Regions from separate parts of the Sus scrofa genome. Here all the other regions are linked to region 1. A link is a contact called in public HiChIP or PLAC-seq data. All regions are on one chromosome and are shown on one strand. The core of a region is the stretch at or near the end of the contact, and the rest is flanking DNA. Distances in the headings are between cores, read along the strand shown. Region 1 has its middle 71 kb from the start of RREB1. Region 2 has its middle 120 kb from the start of LY86. Region 3 has its middle 140 kb from the start of LY86. Region 4 overlaps RREB1 (ras-responsive element-binding protein 1). Region 5 overlaps RREB1 (ras-responsive element-binding protein 1).

Region 1 (2,887 bases), core at 105-2,604:
AGACTAGGGGTCACATCCAAGCTGCAGCTACTGGCCTGCACCACAGCTCATGGCAACACCGGATCCTTAACCCACTGAGCGGTGCCAGAGATCGAACCCATACCTCATGGAAAGTAATCAGGCTCCTTACTGCTGAGCCACGATGGGAACTTTGAATCCATGAGTTTGATACCACCCACCGATCTGAAAGCCATGGAGTGAGTTAGTAACTCTGAGTTGCATCCGCGCTGCTTGGAGGCCTCCAGGGGCCCAGGAGAAGCTTGGTGGTCTGGCTCTGGCTGGCGGCTCTGCCCCTGGTCACACACAAGGCCTCACAATTTCTAGAAGGAGCCACCTCTCCAAGGGCCTTTGCATGCGCTACTTCTTTCAAGCACTTTAGTCCTCACTTTCCTGCTTGATCAAGCAGCTGCAATGACCACTTTCAAACAGAAACCTGGGAGTTCCCGCTGTGGCACAGTGGGTTAAGAATCTGACTGCGGGGGCTCAGGTCACTGCGGGAGCTGGAGTTCGATCCCTGGCCAGGCACAGGGGGTTAAAGGATCTGGTGTTGCTGCAGCTGTGGCTTGCATTCAATCCCTGGTCCCGGCTCTCAGAAGCGTCCCCCGGAGGGGTGGACTCAAAGGTAGTGATTTGTCCTGAGGCCTGTCCTGGGGGGAGTGAGTAAGGTCCAGAAACTGGCTTGGCTGATTTTTATCAATCCGCCTTTCAGTGAAACTTAACAAGACAGTTGCTTAAGCATCACTGTCTGCAGAACCATTTTAGACAAAGGCAGTTTTTACTCAACCTGATTTGGGGCAAGTCATCATGAAAACTTTAAAAATCAAATGCCTGATGTATGGGCCAAACATTTTTTTCAGAATTAATATCACTAACATTTAGCTTTTTCTTTCTTTCTTTCTTTTTTTTTTTTTGGCCACACCCATGGCATGTGGAAGTTCCCAGGCCAGAGATTGAACCCATGCCACAGCAGCAACAGTGCCAAATCCTTAATCCCCTGAGCCACCAGGGAACTCTTTTTTTTTTAAATTCCACCCTCAGTCATAACCCCTATTACCTTTTAATAAGAGTGGGGCTGAGACTGAGGTAGTGAAATTAACTAAAGTGAGCTGGGAGACGTTTCTTCTCGCTAAGAGGAAATACGAAAAATCAGGGCATGTGGAAACGGGACCTGAAGGAAAGGAAATCCGGCCGAATGAAGCTCCTTTTGGGTTTTTCATCCCCTCTCCTCTTCTCATTTCCGAACTTCCTGATCCCGTCGCCTCCCCCCTCCTCCACCAGCTCTTGCCTCCAAGTCCTTGGAACAGCATGATGCCAAGTCACACTTCCTTGTTCAGAGTGAGAGCCACAGGCCCTGCCTCTGAAGGCTGGAGGGAATTCAGGCTGTGAATCTCGCTGTGACAACAGCAGGGGGGAATAAGTGGGGGGCAGATTGGCGCCTTGAGAGAGAAAGCCATGAAATAAGGCAGATTTCTGCTGTATCTAATATTGCAGAGGCGCACGGCTGCCCTGACAGACAGACCCCGAAACCTGCAGTGACTTTCCACGTGGCTCTGGCTGAAATGCCCCCAGGGTCAGGATGTCCCGGGCTCTGTCCCCTGGTTCCTGTGTGCTGCCATTCCACAGAAGGCCCTTCCTTTTTTTGTGTGTGCCACTCCTTCGGCATGCAGAAGTTCCCGGGATCAAACCTGCACTACAGTAGTGGCAACACTGTGCCCTTAACCACGAGGCCACCAGGGAGCTCCTGGAAGCCTCTTCCTTGGTGGCCTCCTAAGCTGTTTCCAAAGGTGAAGGCAACACCAGTGACTGTATGATAATTATTTTTACCTTGAAAAGCACCCCCATTGTTGCCACTCCCTATTATGCAGTTTTGTGCGTTTTTTATTTTTTTCAAGAAACTCATATTACTGTTGCCTTTGGGGTAGCTGGGGTGAGAGGAAGGTTCTCGGAGGCCCTAATCCCCACTCCTGAGTCTGCTGTTCCTGGACAAGGGCCTTCCCTGCACCTTCGCTCTTGACTTTCACTGTCCTCAGCCTTGGCTACAACGAATGTCCTCATTGCTCTTTGCTGGCAAACCAGCCTGGCTCATCAGATGGGCTGCCTGGTGGACCTCGAGCCCAAGTATTTCCAAGGACACTCGTGGAAACGTCTGCCAGAGGAGAGTCTGCCTCGAGCCATGTAAGATCCTAATTAACCCGTGGACTTTCATATATGCTCTCATGCCAAAAAGGGTCACAGTGTCTCTAAATTTCTTTCCTTTTTTTTTTTTTTTGGCTTTTTAGGGGCGCACCTGCAGCATATGGAAGTTCCCAGCTCACGTCAGAGCTGCAGCTGCTGGCCTACACCACAGCCACAGCAACGCGGGATCCAAGCTGCACCTGTGACCTCGCTCAGTGGGTTAAGGATCCAGCCCTTTCCTTGAAACCATCTCTCATCTATATTCCTGGGCTACCAAGTTCTGGAATGAGCAAAGAGACAAAAGTTGCCTTCCTTTATTTATTTATTTTTTCTTTTTAGGGATGCACCTGCGGTATATGGAAGCTCCCAGACTAGGGCGTGAATAGAAGCTACAGCTGGTGGCCTACACCACAGCCACAGCAACGGCAGATCTGAGCCACATCTGACACCTACACCACAGCTCTTGGCAATGCTGGATCCTTCACCCACTGAACGAGGCCAGGGATTGAACCTGCATCTTCACGGATACCAATCAGATTTGTTACCTCTGAGCCACAATGGAAACTCCTGTTTCCAAATGTTTTTATGCAGATTTTTTTTCCTTTTTTTGGGGGGGGGGGCAATTGCATGTGGGAGTTCCTGGATTAGGAATTGAACCTGAACCACAGCCGTGACAGGTCTACTGCAGTGACACCACCAGATGCTTAACCTG
Region 2 (2,887 bases), core at 210-2,709, 210 kb after region 1:
GAGCAGTAAATGGAAGTGAAAAAAACTGTTTTCAAGCTTCTGGGGCGGGGGGGGGGGGGCGCAGTGGAGAGGGAGGGGCAGAGAGGAGTAGCGGGGTCAGTGAGGGACTGAAGCCCTTAAGTCACCTGCCTTTGATGCTTGCTGGGTGCTTCTGCCTTTCAAACAGAAGGGATGCCCACGGCATTGGGTGCCTGCCCATGACGGGCGTCTGTAGGCTTGGTTTGTGTTATTCTGATGAAGTTTGAGTCTAGGTCAGTGTGTCCACTTTGGTCACATTATTAGAATCCCCCAGGGAGCTTTTCAACCTCCCTTATGTCCAGGCTCACCTCGCAGGCTCATTACATCAGAATCTCTATGTTGGAATCCAGGCATGGGGGGGGGGTTTAAAGTCCCCCCACCAGCCAGGCCAGAGCACAGCCCCCGAGGGATCAGGGTCTCTGCTGGAGGTCAATGGGGGGGGGGGTCAAGGGAGTAAACTCTGGGAGCAGAGGCCACTCACCAGTGCTGGCGGCAGCAGCATGAGGCCCTCCCGAGGTGGGTGATGCTGCGGTTCCCGTGCCGACTGTCTGCTTGGCTCCATGCTTACCTCCGCAGAACCACCTGCTGGATTTCAGGTTTGAGGGCAGCAGGTGGTAGAGGCTTTAACTTCCATGCCTCCATTTCACCATCTGAAAAATGGACGTAACGGCACCGCCTTCTGGGATCCAGTGCAGTTCTGGGCACACAGCTTCGGGCAGCTCATAAAAGTCACCATTCGCATCTGCACATAACCCTCCTAGGGTGCGAGTTGGGGCAGCAGTGAGTGAGAAGGATAGATGCGCACTGTACAGACGAGCTTGTTCAACAGGCCGTGAGGACTCTGGAGGGATTTCGGTCTGCGGGGATCTGCTTTTGGAGTCCTGGAGACGGGGGCGGGGGGAGGGGGAGCAGGAGATCTGGCCACTCGGGCCGTCCTCACAGGGCCCCGGTGCACTGTCCTGCTTGGACTTTGTTGCTTTCCATCTTTTCTGGAACATTCCGGCCAGCGCACAGCTTAGGGAGCAGGTGATGAAAGATTAGGGCTCCCATTACCCGGGCTGATGGAGTGGTATCTAGTAAGCGGGACAGGGAGAGCCAGAAGCCTGGTTCTCATCCTCCCTGCTGGTCAATTACCTGACTGGCTACGGTCAGTCGGCATGAGTGACAAGGGGCACATTTTTCTAACTGGCTCCCGCAGGGCCTCGCCATCAGCTGAGAAGCAAGCCTCTGCCGTGAGGTGGGGCTCTGGGCTAGCCACGCGGAACAGGAGATACTTATTGGAGCGGCTTCTTATCTCTGGTGTGCCTTCCTCCAGGGGACCTGTAGTCATTACGGGAACCCTTACTTTGCTAAGTCCCGGCCAGCGACGGCGGTGTGCGACTCTCACTGGCGGCCATCTTGCCCACAGAGACTACAAGTCCCAGCATTCATCGCGCGCGTCCCGGCCACGCCCCCTGCGAGCGGGGAGGCCCGGGCCAGCCCTCGCCGCCCTGGTAGATGTCCTTCCGTAAGTCAGGCGAGCTCGCAGCCTGCCACCCCGGCCTCAACTTGGGTACACGCTTTGTTTCAGTGCAGCGGTGGCGGCCCGTTGGTCCCCGCGGTTTCTTTACCCCGTGATGAGCCAGGAAAAGCAGATCTGCGGCAGAGAGCTGCCCCAGGGCTCATTCATTCCACCATCCACCAGAACACTGGCAAGACGGAGGGTTTTGTCAGATGGGAGCTGGGGTAGTGAATAAAAAAAGTGAAACCAGATGTTCTTCCCTCTGGTTGCTTCATATCCACGCAGGGGCTTGGAGGAGGAGGCCGTAAAAATGTCACAGCCCTTGATTCCTGAGGCCAGATTTACGCTCTGTGTAACCTTCCACCATAAATCCCCCACCTCGCTGGAGCGTCGGCTTCTGAAGGGGCAGAGCCCAGCTGCAGCGGTGACCAGAGGCTGCAGAGGATGCAGAGTGGACGAGGCGGGGGAGCACGGGGGCAGGGAGCCTGGCTGGGAATCAGCGGTTGCTTTTCAAGAATTTTCAAGTGGGCAAAAGATGTTCCAGGATTGACTTGGAGTTTGGCCTTCTTGGGAGATAAGCCAGGCTCTATTTTGCATTTTAGCCTGAAAGGGAACATGATTGCTCTTTGGAAAGTACTGGTAGAAGCAAGAGAACTCAGTAAGGACGGAACCCAGAGAAGCAGGGTTGGTCCAAGTGCCCCTAGGAGGAAGGAGAGGTGGACACTGCCCCAGGAGGGGGCATCCTCCAGAAGCTGGAATGTGCCCTCAGAGCTGCGGGAAGGGGAAGCCCTGGGACTCTGGCTTTGCAAGGACCGTCCTATCTGCCATGGGGGGATGGGCCTGTGGGGGTGGGTCACGAAGGAAGCAACAGCTTAGGAGGCTCTGACCAAAGTCCAGGCAAGTGATGACGGTGGCTTGGTCCAGGTGGAAGCCACAAACACGGAGAATGGAGACTGGGCTCAGATGGGAAGAAGCAAGGATGCCTCCCAGTTTCTGGTGAGCGGCTGAGTAGACAGTGGTGACGCCACTGAAACGGAAGCCTAGAGGAGCTTCAGGTCTGTTGAGGGGATTAAGACTTGGGTTTAGACACATTTAGAAATGCTTATAGAGAATTCCCATTGTGGCTCAGTGGGTTAAGAGCAAAGAACTGGTATCCATGAGAATGCAGGTTCCGTCCTTGGCCTTTGCTCAGTGGGTTAAGGATCTGGTGTTGCCGTGAGCTGTGGTGTAGGTTGCAGATGCGGCCCAGGTCCCCTGTGGCTGTGGCTGTGGTGTAGGCTGGCAGCTGCAGCTCCAGCTGGACCCCTAGCCTGGGAACTTCCATATGCCACAAGTGCGGCCCTAAAAAGAGAAAATAAAGAAGAAACA
Region 3 (2,887 bases), core at 285-2,784, 190 kb after region 1:
AACCAGAGGTCTGGGTTTTCCAGAAGTTCTACGAAAGTCGGCACAGCTTTCTTGGGGCCGGCCTCGCCTTGGTGATGAAGCAGCAAAACCTGAGCCAAAGGCGAGCTGGGCAGAGGGTGACTTTGCTAAAGCCGATGCTGCTTTCTCACTGTGGACGTGAGTGCCCAGGCCCCCAAACCACAGAGGACCCCATGGACAGAGACCGCCTACCAGCTCCCCTGAGTGTCTTTTCCACTCCAGTTTCCCCCGCCTAACACTGGGAAGCCAAAGTCATTTATTCCTGGGCAAAACAAAAACAAACAAACAAAAAACTCATTAAAAATGCTTTTCCTGGAGTTCCCTGGCAGCCTAGCAGGTTAAGGGTCTGGTGTTGTCACTGCAGTGGCTCCGGTTGCTGGTGTGATAGGGGTTCAATCCCTGAGCCAGGAACTTCCGAGGGATCATGGCCACGGCCAAGAAAAAAAAATGCTTTTCCTGTCAAAGAAATAAGAACCATTATTCTTTAGGAAGCTGACTTTTACACTTTGTGAAAAAGTCAAAGTCATACCAGCACTGGATTCTTTCCTTTTGAGCCATCAAACTCCTAGAGCAGGTGTTTAGATCTGAGGGACGACGGTCAGGAGCCTCGCCCGCCCATGGGCAGTTGACCTGCCTCTGGTGTACTATTTACGTTCAGGTAAACAATGCCTTTTCATTTTTCCACTGTCGGCAGGATAGTCCAAGGATCAGATCACCCTAAACGGTGATCTGGCACATGATTGGCCGCAGAGGACGAACTCACGTGTCGTGCTTTTTTTCCCGGAGGCAGCGGTAATGAGGAGGATTAGAATAGGGTTGGGTTAAATTCAGCTTCCGCTATAGATAGCCCAAAGATTTCGTGGGATAGGCTTGTAAAAATCCATTTGTTGTTTATCTGAAAATCTCATTTAATTGGGCACCCTGTACTTTTAAAATTTGCTAGATCTGGTTGGCTAGTCGGGTTAGAGCTGGAAAGTCTTCACTGGACAGCATCCTAGCATCCTGCATCCTGAGAGATTCCCAGCATGCTCTCTGTTCCATTTTGTTTGGCTTGCACCTCTAGATGAGCCCGCGGTTCTTGTGGCTGCTGCCTCCGTCCCCATGAGAAAGACGGAAAAATGAGTTTGTAAGGATCTCTCTGATCCTCAGTGAATACCTTATATGAATGAAGTTATCACTTTAAATGAACCCCGTCAGCGGCCCTTGTTACCTCAACTCCTAACATCTGCCTTCAGGCCATGAGGGCCGGGGGGCGGAAGGGTGGCAGAGGGTGGGAGGGGAAAATCTGGAAGATGCAATGATTAGACCCACTCTCCCCTCCGCTGTTCTAGAATAGCTCTAGCGGCAAAGAAGAAACGCGGCATCGCCGAGGGATATCTTCTGCTCTGAGCGATGCTTCTGCTCCTGGCAAAGTTTTCAATGTGCTTCCTTCCCGGGTGTCCCGGTCTATTGTTTTCAGCTGGGCTCCGCACGGAGCTGGAGCGCTGAGTCTCCTTCTATAAACTGACCCCTGGTGGTTGCTATAGCAACTGCAAAGGGAGCGCCCTGAGCTGGGTAAACAAGGCTGATTCCCAGGGCTGGGCCGGGGGAGTCCCGTGTGCCTGAGAAGGGGTTTCTGGGGCGAGTCGGAAAGGCTGCAGGACAGCCCCCCTCATTCCCTCCCCGCCCACTGCCCCACCCCTCTCGCTCCCCCTCCCCCCTCCCTCCCTCCTCCCTCCTTCCTCGCCTTCCCTTTGCCCTCTCCCCTCCCACCAGACCAGGATGTGGGAGGGAAGCGTGCAGGGGCCTGCCTTTGACGCCGGGGAGCTGAACACCGTACCCCTGAAACGACATCTAAACGTTCCCCTAGAGCCCTAGGCTAGAGATGTGCCAATCTGACCCTGACAAACCAACCACCTGTGTCGCTGCCACACCTGCTTCAGGCCCGAGCTGCCGTGGGTGATGCGGGCCGGGGCTTCGCGGCCTCGGCGGCGCTCTGGGGTAATCCCGCAGGCGGAACCCGAGACAGAAGCGCAAGGTTTCTGAGGCCTGCGTGGCTCGCCTGAGGCTTTTTCCTGTTTTGGAAGGAATGATGGCGAAAGACATGTGGTACCTAAGAGGGCTGTGCCTCTGACCCTCAACACAGACACACGCAGCACACATCTGCACACACGTGCATGCACATGCAACACACATGCACACACACGTACACCCATACACACCCACACAAACAATACACACATGTACACATGTACACAGAGATACATAGTAACATATACATGCATACATATACATGTACACACATGCACACATGAATACACATGTACACACACAAGTACCTACACGCATATGAACACAATACACATGCATACACACGCACACATACGCATGAATACACTCACATGCAGACACATCAATACATAATACAGGTGTGTACACAAACATACACACTTCCATATACATCCATAATATATAGGCAGGTATATACATATTCATATACATGCAAACGCACATACACCTGCTGGCAGGAAGCCTTCCGCATGTAACAGCAGAGGGTGTATCTTCAGTTTTCTCTGGTTAGTTCTCTCCTGCCCTCATCCAGTTGAAAGTTTTGTATGTTAATATGAACTCTGTGGCGCATCTCACACCACGACTTGCCTGGAGGCCTCCTAAAAAGTTCCTCCACACGGATGGATTGAGGGGAAATCTGGATTTTATATTTTTCACAGGCCAGTACAGGTTTTCATTTTTTTCTATAAAAATCAGTATTTCTGGAGTTCCCATTGTGGCTCAGTGGTTAACAAATCCGACTAGGAACCATGAGGTTGCGGGTTCGATCTGTGACCTCGCTCAGTGGGTTAAGGATCCTGCGTTGCTGTGGCTGTGGTGT
Region 4 (2,887 bases), core at 102-2,601, 170 kb before region 1:
TGAACCAGGGCCCGCCCCGTGGGGATGGACGCCGCAGAGCCGTCCTTTTGCATCACGTGCCTGTAAGGGACACTCCGTCCGGCCTTGTTACTAATTTTTAGAGGACAGCTCATGGCTCTGGGCTGGGGTAGAAACGTGGTGTGATAAACACACGATTGTGGCGTGGCGATTGTGGCGTGGCGTGGGCACTCTGCAGGGACGAGGGCGGAGGAAGAAGCCGTCCGCGGGGCAACTCCCAGCAGGGCTGACAGTGACTTAACCGGCCCCGGCCAGGAAACAAGGAACGGGTAACCACAAATGGAGCGGTTTCCCCAATAACCGTGCCGAGGACCTGCGACGGGTGGTGACCGCGCACACAGACTGCGAGTCAGGCCAAGAGAAAGGTGGAGGCGGAGTCGCCAGCGGGTGACCTACAGAGACAGAAAACAAGGCCACCAAAAATCTGAGAGAAAAAATATTTTAAACCTTGAGGGTCCACAGTTCTGGGCGTAGCTCCCCCCAGGTTGCTACAGTGCCCCTGGGCTCATCTGGGGGTCCTGACCCTCCAGAACAAGGTAAAACGCTGAAGAGCAATCCAAAGAGACCCCCTGCTCCCTGGGGCGCCTGATTTTCACATCCTCCTGTCAAGCTGAGGGCCAGGCACACGATCCTGTCACCGAGAAAGGGTTAAAGAAAACTGCTCTGTTTCATTATGCTAAACGCACTTCTGAAAGACTGCTGTGGCAAGTTCCAAATCTCAGGAAACACTTCTTCAGAATCTCAGCTTTCCCCACAAGCTAAGGGAGAGGACCTGCCGTCCCAGCGTGTAAAGGTGTCAGGTGCTGCCAGGCTTCGGGAGGTCTGGGTTTCCGCACAGCCGGGATCCCAGCCTCTGGGAGGCAGGAGTCAACCCACGTCTAAACAGCCATTCAGTTACCCCATCTTTACGAAAGCGGAAGTAGGAGTGCCGCCTTATAACAGGGACTAAGGGCCGACCCGTTCCCAAGTTCTGCCACGGGAAGAGCACCCAGTTCCTTCTCCGTTTCACTGGAAGGGGTTCCCAGCGAGGGACACGAACCCCTAACTTAAGTGTTGCAAGGCTGAACACACTAAACAAGACCCACGTTCAAATAACAGCATCAGGGAAAGGTTCACGGAGTGTTTGTCACAGTCGGAGGACTGGGGCATGCCCTTCATCCTCACGCGTCCCCACGCCCATCTTCCAGGTGGGGGGACGGAGCCCAGGGTCACGGAGATGCCAGGCTCAGGCAAGGCTGGAGCTGGCTGCCCTCCCTCCACCGCTGGGCTGTCCTTCAGAGGACCAGTGCTGCGGGCAGCCCAGCTCCTGCCACGCCCGTGTCACATCCTCGAGGCCTGCCGTCTTTGTAGCACTCTGGCCCTGTCCTCAGAAGCTAAGAAGGCGGCAGGCACCCTGACTACTTCCTCAGGAGACTGAATTTCTTACTCATTATAGCGTTTTAACCGAGGGACTGACATTCCTTTTTTAAAGGGATTTCATGCTTCGTTTTCCCTGTTCTGTCTCCAGAGGCAAGGAGGGGTGAGTGCAAACAACCTCTGGTCGGGGCCCCACCCAGTTCAGACATTCCTCTCCCCCTGCCCACCCCTGCCCTCCCTCCAGGCCCAGCCAGAGAACTGACATCCAGCAGCTGCACTAATCTCTCCCAGTTGCCAGGAGCAACAGTGATGGCCCTGTGACAGGGCCCTGGCCCGCAGCGGCCTGCCCTCCCCACGCCCAGGAATCCGCCGGGCTGCACACCGCGTCCTGACGCCCTGCCCGGGCTGTTCCACCGAAGCGGCGTGGTGTGAAGCGGGGCAGGTCCAGGGGCTGCTCTGCGGGTGGGCTGGCGGGAGCCCAGGAGCCGAGTCTCGGAGGGGCCGTGGGCAGGATAGGGAGGGGGCAACCCTGCCCAAGGTGCCTCCGGCTTCCGGCTACGGAAGGGCACATGCCCTCCCCTCGCTCAGCCCCCAGCATCGTTTCCAATCTGCTCCACCTGGCTGAGCCTTGGAGACCCAGGGACTCTTAAATTTGAGATGCTGACGAGGATTTTGTCATGCCCTCTCCCTATTTTTAGGTTGACATTTAACAAGCACGGGACCAGCGCCATGGGAATCTCTGTTAGGGTCCCCTGCAGATGACGGGCGGGGGCGGGGCAGAGGCAGCGGGGTGCAGTGAAGGGAGCCGAACACTCCTCGGAGCACCGGAGACTCCAGAGGAAGAAGGTTCTGGCACCTCTCCCCCACCCTGGCGGCACAGGGAGCTGCCCCTGCAGAGCCCACCAGGTTCCCCTGGCACGAACTCCCACTGCAGATTTAGGGGTGTCTGTCTCACAAACATCCAGGATCCCGTCGGATGGGGCAGAGGCCCTGAGCCGGGCAAGCACATGGGGGCGCCACGGCATCGGGGGTAAAATGCCAAGGGCAGCTTTCGGCCTGCCAGCCAAGCTTGGACAGCAGGCCACCGGCCCACCTGGCCTCAGCCTGACCCCCTTCACTCCGCGAGAATGGCTCACTCACTGTTTTCTGACGGCCCTTAAGGGGCCCTGTCTCCACCGTCACTGCTTTTCTCTTAAGTCTGGTCAAGCGCCTGGCGCACAACAAGCGTTCATTCATTTGCCAGATGCAGTTTAACTGAAATAATTTTTAAATTATTGAAATAATTTAACTGAAACAATTTAAAAATTATTTATTACCTGATCTCCTTTCATCCAGAAGCCACATAAGATTAGGTAACTTTTGCCAGATTCCACCCCCAGCTGCAGCCACAGAGCCACTGGACCACCCAGATGCCTCCTCTCGCAGCCCAGCCCCCACGACAAAGCCCTCCCAGCCTCAGGTGGGCCTGCCCTGGCGCAGGGGGCTGCGGGGGGGCTTGGAAGATGCCTGTTTT
Region 5 (2,887 bases), core at 247-2,746, 140 kb before region 1:
AGCTGCCTCGAAGATCGAACTCATTAATTACCTCAGGAGCAAAGTGGATTCTGAGCAGCAACCCCCAGAGAACACGACTGCCCCACGTCGAGGGGAAGTGACCGAGGCCGTGACAAATGCTGACACCCCAGGAGCTGCACACGTGTCCCGCAGCAGAGCAGGAGAGCCTGGGCCGAACCTTTACCAAGCGAGGCGGCCATCAGCTGAGAGGTGCGCGCTAAAACCTTAGCGCAGCCGAGAGCACCTTAAGAACGGACGGCACCTCCCTTGTCGAGGGACAAACGTGCCTTGCTTGTTAGCAGACTGTTGGGGGACTCGGAGCTGATGGGGTTCCAAGTGTGGAGGAAAAGGACCAAGGGCACAAGCACACGACGAAGCCTGCCGCCCGTCTCCCCCCCACCTCTCCCTCTTTAGGACGGGGCCTCCCCGGTGGGGAAGCCGGTGAGGGATCAGGCATTGTCCCCGCTGTGGCTCAGGCTGCAACTGTGGCTCGGGTTGATCCCTGCCCAGGGAATTTCTGCACGCCCTGGGCGCAGCCCCCAAAGTAAATAAATAAAAAATAAAAACAAAAGAGGAAGGCTGTGTCCAAAATTTAAAAAAGAACCTTCAAAGCTGTTGTCTTTCCATGAGGTTTCCCCCATGTGGAAGATCATTTAAACTTATGAAAACTTGTGCTTCACAACTTCCCATGCTGACTCTCTCGGAAAGTTCCTTCGGCAGATTCCTCTCTGGGAAAAAGCACGCAGCACAAGTACATACACATATAAGCAGACACACACACCTCATTTTTTTCTTAAAGAATTTCCAACAAAAGTATCACCTGTTCTCCAGAACTGGTCTCATCAATCAGCATATGATTATTTGCTGGCTTCAAAGAAGTGGACACCTTCAATACCAAATCCATCTCAGTCTTTTAAATAGATTTCCCTGCAGCTGTAATGTACAGCAAGTAATCAAGTAACTGACCAGAAGTCTTCCTTACTATAACTACATTATGTCAGGAAGAAAAAAGTGAGCCTTCCCATCGAGTTGTAGGAGGAGTTGAGACGATCTCGCTTTTGTCCTATGGCTGCACTTAGATGGCAGAGTTTACTCAGACCAGGAACAGACTTGAGCGATCAGCTTTAGGAGAAATATAAAATTGTAAGCTGTAAAAAATATACTCTAATTCTTTCACTGAGTAGGGAAAGAGAATGGTGAGAAGGGAAAAGAGTCAATATGGACATGAACAAAAATATATTTACCAAAAACAGCCAAAGTGCGGGTGAGAATTTCTGTCACAATTATTATAACATCGAAGATATGTTCTTGCAAACTACCTAAAGTCCTAAATACAGAACACCTAGCCATAGTCACAGCCACTAACCAACCCAGGGGCTGAACGTTGCAAAGACTTATATCCCAACTGGAAAAGGAGAAAAGTCATGCAGTCTTGCCGTTTCCCATTTTGTCTGGACAGGAAGGCATTTACTAAATTTATTTCCTCCTTTGGGATAAAGTGTAAAGTGTGACACTAGCCACTGATGACGTCAAGGTCACCTACATTTACTTCCTTTTCCTAGTTTAAATGAGTAAACAGTAATTTTTTTTTTTTTTGGAATAGAGACTTCTTGCCTCTAGTTGGAAAGTGCAGTTAACAAAATGAAACTCCCAGTTCCAGCGTTTGAAAAGAAGAACAGTGGCTGGGCTTGTCTCTGGAATGCTGTTTCAGGAGCAACCCAGACAGGACTTTTGGAGATATTCTGGTTTGCACCTGTGTCTTTAATTCTGTCTTATACCTAGGTTCTCCTTCTGGGAGGATGGAGCAGGAAGGGAAGGAGCCTGGTATAAAACAATGTAGCTCATTGTTCCAGGTTAGAAAAAACAAATCCACCTCAGCATTAAGGTGCATTTATGCACTAATTTCACCAGAAGCCAGAGGCCAGCATTAGTCCATTCTACCCACCCCATGCCGACCCTGGACCAGACGAGCGCAATAACCCAAACCAACCAACCAAAACCTTCTGATTCTCGATCTCAGGGAATGAAACACAGGTTTAACAGCTCAAGGTCCATTTACAAAGCATGTTTTTCTTTATAAATATTTACAGTCCTGATATTTTTGTTTTCTCCTTTGCTCCCTGACCCCATCCTTCACATGAGCCCCATCACTGCAAACAAACAAAACAAACAAAAAAGATAATAAATAATAACCACCAAAAACAAAAGAAAAATCACTGGCCCCATTCGGCTATCACGTCCTCCAGCGGGGCCAGAGACGACAGGAAACGCAGACCACGGACGCGAAAGGAAACCGTCACCTCCACTGGCCAAGCAGGCTGGCCTGTGCTCCGGTTCCGAGCACAGCGGGTGGGAATCCGGGGGTGGGAAGGGAGACGCAGGGCACGGGGCCGCTGCAGCATTGCCTCCTGTGAGCCAGGCCCTGGGCACCCTTTCCGAGACTTCTCATCGGGCACCCAGGCCGCTGGGTCAGGGAGAGCCAGCAGTTCACAGTTCACAGCGAGAGTCTCACCGTGGTTTTGCACCAAAGCCTCGGGAGGACCCCGAGCAGAGGGCAGGCCACTTGACGGACGTGGGGAGGGGAGAGAAGACAACATTCAAAGTCACTGTGACTCAAGAAAGTCAATAAAGTTGCACTGACCTGTTTTCTTCGTCTTATCAAGCTGGCTCCTCTTTACCAAGGAGCTGGCGCTGGCTGGGCCCAAGCGTGGACAGGGTCACACCTCAAAGCCACTGCCTCTGGAGCAGATGGGAGCAACCTACAAAGACAAGAAAGGAGGACGCTGGGAGCGGGTCCCCCCAAAAAGGGTCCCGTCCCTGTATTATTTTCTTCGCTCACGCCACTGAGAGGAGCAAATGAAGGACAACAGAGCCCGCACTTGCAAGC

Evidence for each region. HiChIP or PLAC-seq counts read pairs in DNA pulled down with a chosen protein or histone mark.
Region 2: a contact with region 1 is called in an H3K27ac HiChIP or PLAC-seq map of alveolar macrophages. The contact joins two enhancer-like sites. A contact is called at or near these places in 2 of 2 datasets of contacts at active chromatin or transcription factors (alveolar macrophages and skeletal muscle).
Region 3: an H3K27ac HiChIP or PLAC-seq map of skeletal muscle shows a contact between it and region 1. The contact joins two enhancer-like sites. A contact is called at or near these places in 2 of 2 datasets of contacts at active chromatin or transcription factors (alveolar macrophages and skeletal muscle).
Region 4: an H3K27ac HiChIP or PLAC-seq map of skeletal muscle shows a contact between it and region 1. The contact joins two enhancer-like sites. A contact is called at or near these places in 1 of 47 Hi-C or Micro-C datasets (fetal skeletal muscle) and 1 of 2 datasets of contacts at active chromatin or transcription factors (skeletal muscle).
Region 5: a contact with region 1 is called in an H3K27ac HiChIP or PLAC-seq map of alveolar macrophages. The contact joins two enhancer-like sites. A contact is called at or near these places in 2 of 2 datasets of contacts at active chromatin or transcription factors (alveolar macrophages and skeletal muscle).

The regions. Positions count from the first base shown.
Region 1 is chr7:4,439,633-4,442,519 of Sscrofa11.1, reverse strand. No RefSeq gene overlaps it. Among named protein-coding and RNA genes, the nearest start is that of RREB1, 71 kb to the left of the region's middle. Within about 2 kb of position 1,354, at least 14 of the 83 cell types and tissues checked have an H3K27ac peak or open chromatin away from gene starts, as enhancers often do. A contact at or near this core is called in alveolar macrophages and skeletal muscle, where this site is marked.
Region 2 is chr7:4,225,598-4,228,484 of Sscrofa11.1, reverse strand. No RefSeq gene overlaps it. Among named protein-coding and RNA genes, the nearest start is that of LY86, 120 kb to the right of the region's middle. Within about 2 kb of position 1,459, at least 66 of the 83 cell types and tissues checked have an H3K27ac peak or open chromatin away from gene starts, as enhancers often do. A contact at or near this core is called in alveolar macrophages and skeletal muscle, where this site is marked.
Region 3 is chr7:4,245,143-4,248,029 of Sscrofa11.1, reverse strand. No RefSeq gene overlaps it. Among named protein-coding and RNA genes, the nearest start is that of LY86, 140 kb to the right of the region's middle. Within about 2 kb of position 1,534, at least 16 of the 83 cell types and tissues checked have an H3K27ac peak or open chromatin away from gene starts, as enhancers often do. A contact at or near this core is called in skeletal muscle, where this site is marked.
Region 4 is chr7:4,611,810-4,614,696 of Sscrofa11.1, reverse strand. The region is part of intron 8 of RREB1 (ras-responsive element-binding protein 1); the gene reads right to left. Among named protein-coding and RNA genes, the nearest start is that of SSR1, 73 kb to the left of the region's middle. Within about 2 kb of position 1,351, at least 31 of the 83 cell types and tissues checked have an H3K27ac peak or open chromatin away from gene starts, as enhancers often do. A contact at or near this core is called in skeletal muscle, where this site is marked.
Region 5 is chr7:4,574,815-4,577,701 of Sscrofa11.1, reverse strand. It overlaps RREB1 (ras-responsive element-binding protein 1), which reads right to left. Exons shown (of 16, transcript XM_005665552.3): 2 at 2,642-2,759. Among named protein-coding and RNA genes, the nearest start is that of RREB1, 64 kb to the right of the region's middle. Within about 2 kb of position 1,496, at least 6 of the 83 cell types and tissues checked have an H3K27ac peak or open chromatin away from gene starts, as enhancers often do. A contact at or near this core is called in alveolar macrophages, where this site is marked.